Linked DNA regions of Pan troglodytes: all the other regions are linked to region 2. A link is a contact called in public Hi-C and HiChIP or PLAC-seq data. All regions are on one chromosome and are shown on one strand. Each heading gives the region's core, a stretch centred on a gene start, on an enhancer-like site or on the middle of the called end of the contact. The rest is flanking DNA. Distances are from core to core; before and after follow the strand shown.

The links. A called contact is a pair of places that touch in the nucleus more often than the background predicts. HiChIP or PLAC-seq counts read pairs in DNA pulled down with a chosen protein or histone mark.
Region 1: a contact with region 2 is called in a Hi-C map of stem cell-derived neural progenitor cells, with 2.0 times the contacts expected there. The contact joins the enhancer-like site here to the promoter of XKR6 in region 2. A contact is called at or near these places in 1 of 7 Hi-C or Micro-C datasets (stem cell-derived neural progenitor cells) and 1 of 1 datasets of contacts at active chromatin or transcription factors (stem cell-derived excitatory neurons).
Region 3: an H3K4me3 HiChIP or PLAC-seq map of stem cell-derived excitatory neurons shows a contact between it and region 2, with 3 times the contacts expected there. The contact joins the promoter of LOC134810815 here to the promoter of XKR6 in region 2. A contact is called at or near these places in 1 of 7 Hi-C or Micro-C datasets (stem cell-derived neural progenitor cells) and 1 of 1 datasets of contacts at active chromatin or transcription factors (stem cell-derived excitatory neurons).

The regions. Positions count from the first base shown.
Region 1 is chr7:17,005,362-17,008,350 of NHGRI_mPanTro3-v2.0_pri, forward strand. All of the region lies in intron 1 of XKR6 (XK related 6), which reads right to left. Among named protein-coding and RNA genes, the nearest start is that of MIR598, 18 kb to the right of the region's middle. Within about 2 kb of position 1,405, at least 17 of the 24 cell types and tissues checked have an H3K27ac peak or open chromatin away from gene starts, as enhancers often do. A contact at or near this core is called in stem cell-derived neural progenitor cells, where this site is marked.
Region 2 is chr7:17,192,734-17,195,593 of NHGRI_mPanTro3-v2.0_pri, forward strand. It overlaps XKR6 (XK related 6), which reads right to left and starts at 1,477. Exons shown (of 3, transcript XM_016959089.4): 1 at 220-1,477. The coding sequence starts at 983.
Region 3 is chr7:17,048,796-17,051,684 of NHGRI_mPanTro3-v2.0_pri, forward strand. LOC134810815 reads right to left here and starts at 1,369. Exons shown (of 2, transcript XM_063816873.1): 1 at 1-1,369. All of the region lies in intron 1 of XKR6 (XK related 6), which reads right to left.

The DNA of each region.
Region 1 (2,989 bases), core at 155-2,654, 190 kb before region 2:
AACAGACAAAACTCATCTACGATCAGGGAAGCCGGGGCCTGGGTTGGGAGGAGGCGCTTGGGGGCGCCTCTGATCGCGTGATATGGGTGCCCTGCATCTGGCCGTGTTCACTCGGGAAATGCTGTGAGCTGCACTTTTTTTTTTTTTTTTTTAAGTAACCCAAATTCTTTTAGTTCCAATTTCAACTTCCTTAGCATTGCTCTGAAATCCTCTCATGCTGCACTTTTATTTTTACTCTTCTGAGCACATCCGGGATGCCCAACTCTCTGGAAAGAGGGATTAATTTTTTTTTTCGGTCCAGATTTTTGAGATTATTTAGGAAAGGTTTAGGGCAAGGAGAATATTTATAGCAACAAGGACGTGTCTAAACGCACTGGAGGCTTCTTTGCCCGGAACTCCCACATCTGCTAGAAACCACCCCCCACCCCCACCTCGGGGAGGGACCCTGAAGAGAGTTAGGGGAAGAAGGAGGAGAGGGGGACGCTGGCAGAGAAAGCCGGCCAGGTCTGACCGAGGGGATGAGTGTCTGAAGCCAGGGGGCTCTGGGCTTCTCCGGCCTCAGGCAGGAAGCGGGGCTGGCTGCGGTCGGGACCCAGCGCCCCCCAGGCCCTCCAAAGACTGGTTGAGCTCAGAACCAGAAGGAGCGAGGGAGCAGAGAAAGCCGGGGGCGGGCTCGGGGTAAGACAGGAAGGGAGTGAGATGAAGGTGAGAAGTGGGAGGGGAAGGAGGGAAACCGAGAGGAATTGAGGGTGGGCTCGGCGTATCTAGAGCAGTCCGCGGAGGACGCTGAGGCTCGCCGGGGAAGTGCTGTGCCCGAGGCGCCCCAAAGGTGGGCGGCGGTGCCAGCTCAGACCCACGCCTCTCTCCAAGTCCCGACTCCTGCGGACTCGGCTGCAGGCGGGGTCCATGAGGGCGGGCAGCAGAGCTCAGACGATCCGGCTCGGTTTGGTCAGCAGACCCCCGGTAACGCCCCGCACCGTCGGCGATCCCTGCCCTCTTCCACTGCGCCCCCACAAGCCCCGAGCTCGCCCGTCCTTCCCCCCGGCGCTCCGCTCTGTGGCCCCCTCGCATCCCACCGTGGGGGTGCAGCTCCCCTGGCACAGCCCGACGGTGGGAGAGGGCGGCCAGCTGGACTAAAAGCCCCGTCCCCGGGCGGGACCTTCCTCCCCGCACCCTGACGCGGCGGTTTGCCGGGGGCCTCTGCGTCCCTCTGCCCCGCGCCCTGGATGGGGAGGGTCTGGGCTCCGCGCCGCGAGGCAGCGCGACGGCTGCGGGCGACTTGGCGTGCGGTGCTGAGGACCCTGGGGGAGTGTGCGCTGGGACGCCGGGGACTCGGGGTCCTAGTGCCACCGGACGCAGGGGGAGTAGCGCAGGTCTGGGGGCGGGGTCTCTCGAGGCGCAGACAACAAGCTAGATCCTGAGCCCTCTGCTTCAAAGCGGGTAGCGCCTTCGCCCACGCCTTCCCTCCCACCATCCCTGCCTGGCTGCCACCCGGAAGTCCCCGTCCGCGCCCCGACAGCGCCGCCCTCCGGCTGGCTGCAGCGCGGGCCCTCGGTAGGGGGCGTTCCAAGGCCCCGCCTCCTCGTCACTGCCACGGATGACGACACCCCAGGCCCCCGGCCCCGCCTCCGCCTCTGCCTCCGCGGCCAGCACTGGGGAGCGTCCTGGCCTGCGCTTGCTCCCCAACCCCTCCTTGCCCCGCTCTGAGCCGGCGCGTCCTTGCTCTCCCACCACTCTTCTCTCTCGGGCCAGCCGAGCCTAAAAGGCCTCTCCTCTTCTGTTTTTCCAGTTCCCTCCTCAATTTCACCTCCTCGGAGACCCTCCACCACTCAGATCTTCAGCGAGCAAGTCACCTTTCCTTTAGATAGACAGACAGGTTAGAGATAGATTAGAGAGATTAGATAGAGATTAGATGGATAGATTAGATAGACTGATAAGATGAAAGATGTAGATGGTAGAGATTTGCATACATATGGATAGATACATATGGATAGATCATAGATAGATGGATGATTGATGCGATGTGGATGATAGATGGTTGGATAAAGATGATAGTTATAGATGATAAAAAGGCATAGATGATAGATACATATAGATGACAGAGATAGATAGAGATGATATATAACATTGTAACACGTATAGATAGGCCACAGATAGGTAGGCAGTAGGTAGATAGGAGGTAGATGGATGGATATGCGTATAGATATAGGTATATGTCCTGAAGGGACAACCCGGACCCCAGGCTGGCCAGGACAGTACCCAGGCTTTGGCAACCTCCTCAATAGACACGAAGCTGCAGGTTTTCAGCTGCTTACGCCGGGCAAACTGTAAAGTGCTTTAAATCCCTGGAACTAACCACAACGGCAGCTTAGCCTGGAAACTCAAGTGCTGGCTGCAGGCAGTTTGAGCGCAGCTCCAGGGCTGCAAGGTTGCCTGCAAGTAACACGACATTTGTTCATTCTTTCAAGCATCTGCTGAGCCTGTTGCAGCTGCCTGTGGCTGGGTTCCGGCACTCAGAGACCCTGGGCCTGCTCGAGAGGGGCTGACATTATGGTGGGCATCAGAGACACCCACACAGAGCCTCACTTGATCCATGTGGCAGTGCCCTGGGAGAGGACAGGGAGGGGTGCTGGGAAACACGAGAGGGGCAGGCATTTGACCTGGGTCCTGAGGACAGGCTGAGGTTCGCAGAAGAAGAAAAACCACATCAGTCAGAGGCACCAGTAGGTGCCCATCGGAATAGAGGGCCTGGTTCCTCCTGGGCCAGGAAGCAGTTTTGTGGGGCTGGATCCCCAGATCCTGAGACGACAGTGGGTGCTGGGGTGTAGCTTGTGCTCAGAGAGGAGGAAAGCTGGCTGAGGCCAGGTTGAGAGGGATTCTGAGAGCCCATCTATTTCTCCTGTTCCCATCTCCTCTGTTATACCTGTCCCCAGGCGCCTGAAATGACAAAGGTGCACAACCCCGGTCCTCTGGGCCTGGACTTCAAACC
Region 2 (2,860 bases), core at 227-2,726:
GGATGGGCCAACGGCAGGTCTCGGCCTCCCCGGGCCAAAGGCGTGGCCAGGGATCCAGATCAAACGCTGGTCTTTTGGAGACGCCAGGGGCGGCGCGCGGCCGGTCCCTCCTTCGAGCCCCCCGCGCTGGGCCCGTCCGAGGGGCCGCCCCGCGAAGCACCGTGAGGGCGGAGGGGGGCTCCTCAGGGCCGGCCCGCCCCCACCCCGCAGTGCTCTTACCTCCACACCTGCCCCATCTGCAGCAGGTGGATGACCGACTGCCAGATCCACACGGAGAGGCGACACAGGCGCTGCGCCCCCGGCGTGGGGGAGACCCTCACGCCTGGGCCACCGCGGGCCGCGCCGTGGACGTAGCCGGCCCCCATCATGGGGGGGCCCCGGCTGGTGAGCCCCTCCACGGCGCCCAGCCCGCCGCCCGTGTAGTCCTGCACGAACCAGCGGAAGCTCAGGCTCTGCACCAGCAGCGACGGCACCAGCACGAAGAAGAGGGTCAGCCCGAAGTAGACGTAGTCCCCCTTGCGGTAGTAGTCGAGGGCCAGCCACAGGTCGGTGCCCACGTCCCCGAAGAACACCAGCAGCGCCAGCACGATCCACAGGCAGTCGAGCCACGGCCGCTCCACCTGCGGCGGCGGCGGCTCCGGCCGCGCGGCCGAGGGCGTCGGGGGTTGGCGGCCGGCGCCGGGGGCCGCGGGAGGCTGCAGCGGCTGGTCCCCCCCGTCGGCGGCGGCGCTGCGGCGCGGCTTCCTGCCCAGGAGGGAGCGCAGGCAGGCGGAGCGGCAGCCCCAGTAGCACGAGGAGGTGTTGCAGCAGTGGCAGATGTGCATCGAGCTGCTCTCGCCGGGCTCGCTGCCGTCGCCGCCGCCGCCGCAGCCGCCTCCCCCGGGCTCCCCGTCCTCTTCGCCGCCGCTGCCCACCGCCTCGTCCAGGTTGTGCAGCTGAGCGAAGCCCACCCCCACGCCACCGCCATCGGATTTCGCCGCCATCTTGACTCTCTTCCCAGCTCCGGAGGTTGGGGGGGAGGGACGGCGGGGGGGGGGGGAAGAAGGCAGGGAACGGGGAGGGGGGGAAACGAATGGAGAGGAAGGGGGGCGGGGAGGAAGCGGGGGAGCAAACGAACGAGGGGGGAGTGGGCCAGGGAACCCCCTCCGCTTCCGGGTAGTTGGCGTCACTTCCGGGCGAGCCCCCCAATCGCACGGCGCCCGCAGCTCCCCAGCCCTACCCTCCCGGCCAAGATGGCCGCCCTCCTGTGCCTCAGCTGCTGGGCGGGGGACCGGGGGGTTCTCCCCGCCAGGGCTCCCCTTCCCCTCTTCCGTTGACCCCGAAACCCATCAGGTTGACCCCTCGGCGTTTCAGAATCCGGCTGGGCCGAGTGAGACGGTCCAAAGTGATCCCTGGAGGGGGCAGTGCCAGACGTTTTGGGGTCCCCTTCCTCAGCGTCGCAGCTCACAGCTTTCCTCCTGGAGAAACGCCCCCTAACACCCTCCCGGCTGCTGGTGGAGGGGCGGGACCTCTGAGGGAAGGGGCGGAGCTAGTGCAAAGCAGGTGATTACGTGTCACTTCCGGGAGATGGGATGACCTCATTGTGTAGTTAGACAACCCCCCCCCAATCAAAATGTCTATGTCTCACCTCTTTGGCTGTTTCTATTTTCTTTTAAATTTCTCTTATTCTTCTCTTATTTTGAGGGTCTTTAAAAATTACATAAGTCAGATTTTCACAAGCAAGTTACTGATTCTCACTTCCATTTAGACACCTCTCCTCTTACCTCTGTTGACCTCCTGATTTTCCTGTCACTGACAACTTTACCACCTTTTGTAATAAAGTTCCCATCATTCCCTTAAAAAAGCTTCAGGCAAAATTCAATTGGAAATCAGCCTGGTTGGGTCTTACATGTTGGAAGAAGGAATGAATGGGCATATTGTGACCTTGAATATATTTTCTGCCCTATGGAAATATATTCTACCAACTTTTTTTTTAATATGCAATTTTTAAATTCTGTGATCTTAATTTGGAAAATGCAGAACTAGCCAGGGCTTAACCTGTATCAATTATTTGTTCAGGTTATTTAAATGTGTAAGGAGTGCCTTTTAGAATTTTTTTGGTGCTAAGGCACTGTGGGTAAACATTGCTTTAAATAAGGAAAAAATGTTATCAATGTGCTATATCATTAAGGTAGGTGCAGGATACACTACTTAAAGTTAGCTAACAAATTACAAAAGTGGAACAGCACTGAATGGATTTGAATTACAATGATCTTCCAGTGAAAGTATTTTTGAAGCCAGATAGCCAAAATAGGGCAAGCTACATGGTTACAGTTGTTCCTGATCAGATGAAATGAACATTTTACAGTTAAAAAAAGAATGAGGGGGAAAAAACTCCCTGAATTTTCTCATTGACCTCCCTAGATTTTTCAACTCATTTTTGTGATTCTGTCTACTTCTCCCTTCACTAAAGTCTTCTAATAATGCCAATAACTGTCTTTAGAATGTTAAGAGTACAAATTAGGTAATATTTATATGGCTGGAGGTTCTATGGCAGAAAGGTGCGTTTGACAACTTCAATAGTTACTTTGATACTATTGAATACTATGGCACCTATGAGTTTTGGGAGTGGCAGGGTAGATGGGGATACTACATTTTAGGACACAGCTTTTCATGAGTATATATGCCAGTGTGAAATCTCTGAAGACTTTAGAAAAATTACTAATAGTGAATTTTTACTCCCATACATTGGGAAGAGGGGAGTGATTCCAAAATCAACTTTTAGAAACAAGCCATATAACTGTATCCATGTATTTCATGCTATGATTTAAGCCTCATACTCCCTATGGTATGTAAAACTCATACTCATATGTAAGCCTCA
Region 3 (2,889 bases), core at 119-2,618, 140 kb before region 2:
CAACATTTTTTTCTCATTTTGAAAGGAATGTAATTGTGGAAGACAGTGTGGCGATTCCTCAAGGATCTAGTACCAGAAATACCATTTGACCCAGCAATCTCATTACGGCATATATACCCAAAGGATTATAAATCATTCTACTATAAAGACACATGCACATGTATGTTTATTGCAGCACTATTTACAATAGCAAAGGCTATTTGCTACGTAAATGAACCAACCCAAATGCCCATCAGTGATAGACTGGATAAAGAAAATGTGGCACATATATACCATGGAATACTATGCAGCCGTAAAAAAGAATGAGTTCATGTCCTTTGCAGGAACATGAATGAAGCTGGAAGCCATCATTCTCAGCAAACTAACACAGGAACAGAAAACCAAACACCACAGGTTCTCACTCATAAGTGGGAGCTGAACAATGAGAACACATGGACACCGGGAGGGGAACATCACACACCGGAGCCTGTCGTGGGCTGGGGTCAAGTCGAGGTAGAGCATTAGGACAAACACCTAATGCATGCGGGGCTTGAAACCTAGATGGCGGGTTGATAGGTGCAGCAAACCACCACGGCACATGTATACCTATGTAACAAACCTGCATGTTCTGCACATGTATCCCACAACTTAAAGTAAAATTTTTAAAAAAAGAAAGGAATGTATAGTCACTGTGGGATACTTAGAAAACGCGAAGGTGTGCAGAAGAAAACACAAATGCACATTGTTCTTAATCTGTACAACTTCGCAGCCAGGTGGGTGGGATTATCCCCGCTTTACAGAAGAGGAAACTGAAGCTCAGAGAGTTGAAATAGCGGCCCAAGCCCTTGGGCCAGAAAGCGGGGCAGGACCAGGCTCTCACCCAGCTGTGCCTGAATCCAATCCCAAGGCCTCCTATCCAGACCAAGAGCTTTTCAGGCCCAGCATCCGAGAGCCTGGATCCACGGCGTGGCGGCCAGGGTTTCGAGGGCTCCCGCGGTTTGGGCGCTCTGCCCCTCCCCAAGCTGCGACACCCTGCGCTGGCCAGCGTCGTGTAGGCCGGGTCCAGCGCGGTCCTGGCGCCTCAGAAATCTTTCCTGAACGAATGAAAGAAGGAACGAATGACGGAAGTAAAAGGAATGAGCGCCCCGGAGACTCTGGCTTGCGTTTTCCCTCTCCATCCCCCAGCGAACGGGAGCCGGGCTGGCGCCCGAAGGGAGTCCCCGGCCGAGGGCACCGCGCAGCTCCGCGTCCCCGCGCCGGCGCCGAGAGGGAGGCCCCGCCCGACAGGCAGCTGCGGAGCCATCTGCTGCGCGGGAGGCGCCGCACCAGTGTTTGTTTACAACCCGGCCCGGCGAGCGACAAGAGCTCGGCTCCTCTTCCAGGCGCGCGGCGGTGCCAGTGGAGGAGGAGCAGGGCGCGGGGGGCGCGGGGCGGGACAGGCGCGGCTCTGTTCCCCGGCTCCCCGGCCCGCGCCCCCCGGACCCCGCCCCGCGGCTCCCTCTCACCCCCTGTAACCCCCTGCGCGACCCCGCTGGACCGCGGTCCACGGGGACAAGAGCATTTCGAGGATCCAGGAGTGTTCAGGATGAAGGGAGGTGGCGCGCAGGGTGGCACCTAAAAAACAACGCTCCTGCAGTGTCCCTGAAGGTGACAGGATGGGTGTTAGGCATTTCACAAAATCTCTAAGTCCAACAGCTCGCCCAACTCAGGGGATTCCCCTTCTTGACAGTGGCCAGATACAGGCAATAAGGTCTGGCTTAAAATTCATTCCAGGGAGTAATAATTCCATTTTTTTAAAGCATTCTGACGTAAGTGCACTTCTGGTGTTACCATTTTTACCTCCACTCCCCACAGCAGCCACAAGCTCAGGGTTGGATCAGAGCTTGGGGAGGGTGGCAGACGGAGATGAAGAGAACCCCAAATTCTGGGCTTAGGGGTGCTAGCAGGTAAAGGGAATTGACGTCTGGACAGTGACTAGTAGCCAGACTTTGGTGAGACAGCTAGTGTGGGGAGGAGACAGCCAGCAGCAGGGCTTTCCCTTCCTCCCGCCTCCCTGCCTCCATGCCTCCACGCCTCCACCTCTCCAGGCCTCCCCGCGTCCAGCCTGCACTGCAGACCTTCCTTAGACCATGCTAAACCTAGAGCCCCTGCCTCCTCCGCAGCCCCGCAGTGCCTTGATGGCGCCACCCGCCGGGAACTAGGGGTGCTCCCTGTACTCCCAGGGGGACAGTTGTGGGAGACCCTGACCTGATCCTCAGATGCCCAGGGGCTCGTTTCTACATGATTATTGGTCTGTTTGGGTTTTTCTCCTGCATACAAGGGACTAAGAGGTTACAAAGTCCTGACAAAGAGGAGGTTACACTTCCCGCACACAAAGGAGCTCGCAATCTAGAAGGGGAAGACAGGCAAGACAAAGTGGACAGGAATCACCGCTATTCAATGCCTGCCTACTATGCGCCAAGTGCTGAGTTTGGTGTTTCTCTGGCAATTCATCCAATAAATGCTTATTACATCCTGCCCTGCACTGGGCTCTGTGGACGCAGCAGAGAACAAGTCTCGTAGATGAGGAGAGACAAAATAATTCCAGTGATAGCAAGTGTGCCATAAGGGAAATACCTCTTTTAATCCTGATACAAACCCTGATGAAGGGTAAATATTCTTACCCCCTATCCCCATTTTACAGATAATGGCTCAACAAGGAGAAACAACTTGCCCAAGATCTCCAAGGCTGGGTTTGGAGCCAGGTCTAAAGCCTGTATTCTGAAGGCAACGTCCACCTAGGGCTGAGGGTTGGAGATGGCCCGTCTGCCAGCTCTGGATGAAACAGCTGGGACACAGCACCATGAATGGCAAAGGTTCCTTGCTGGGGCTAAAGCAGAATAGATGTCCACTTGGAGAGTGCTGTTTTCA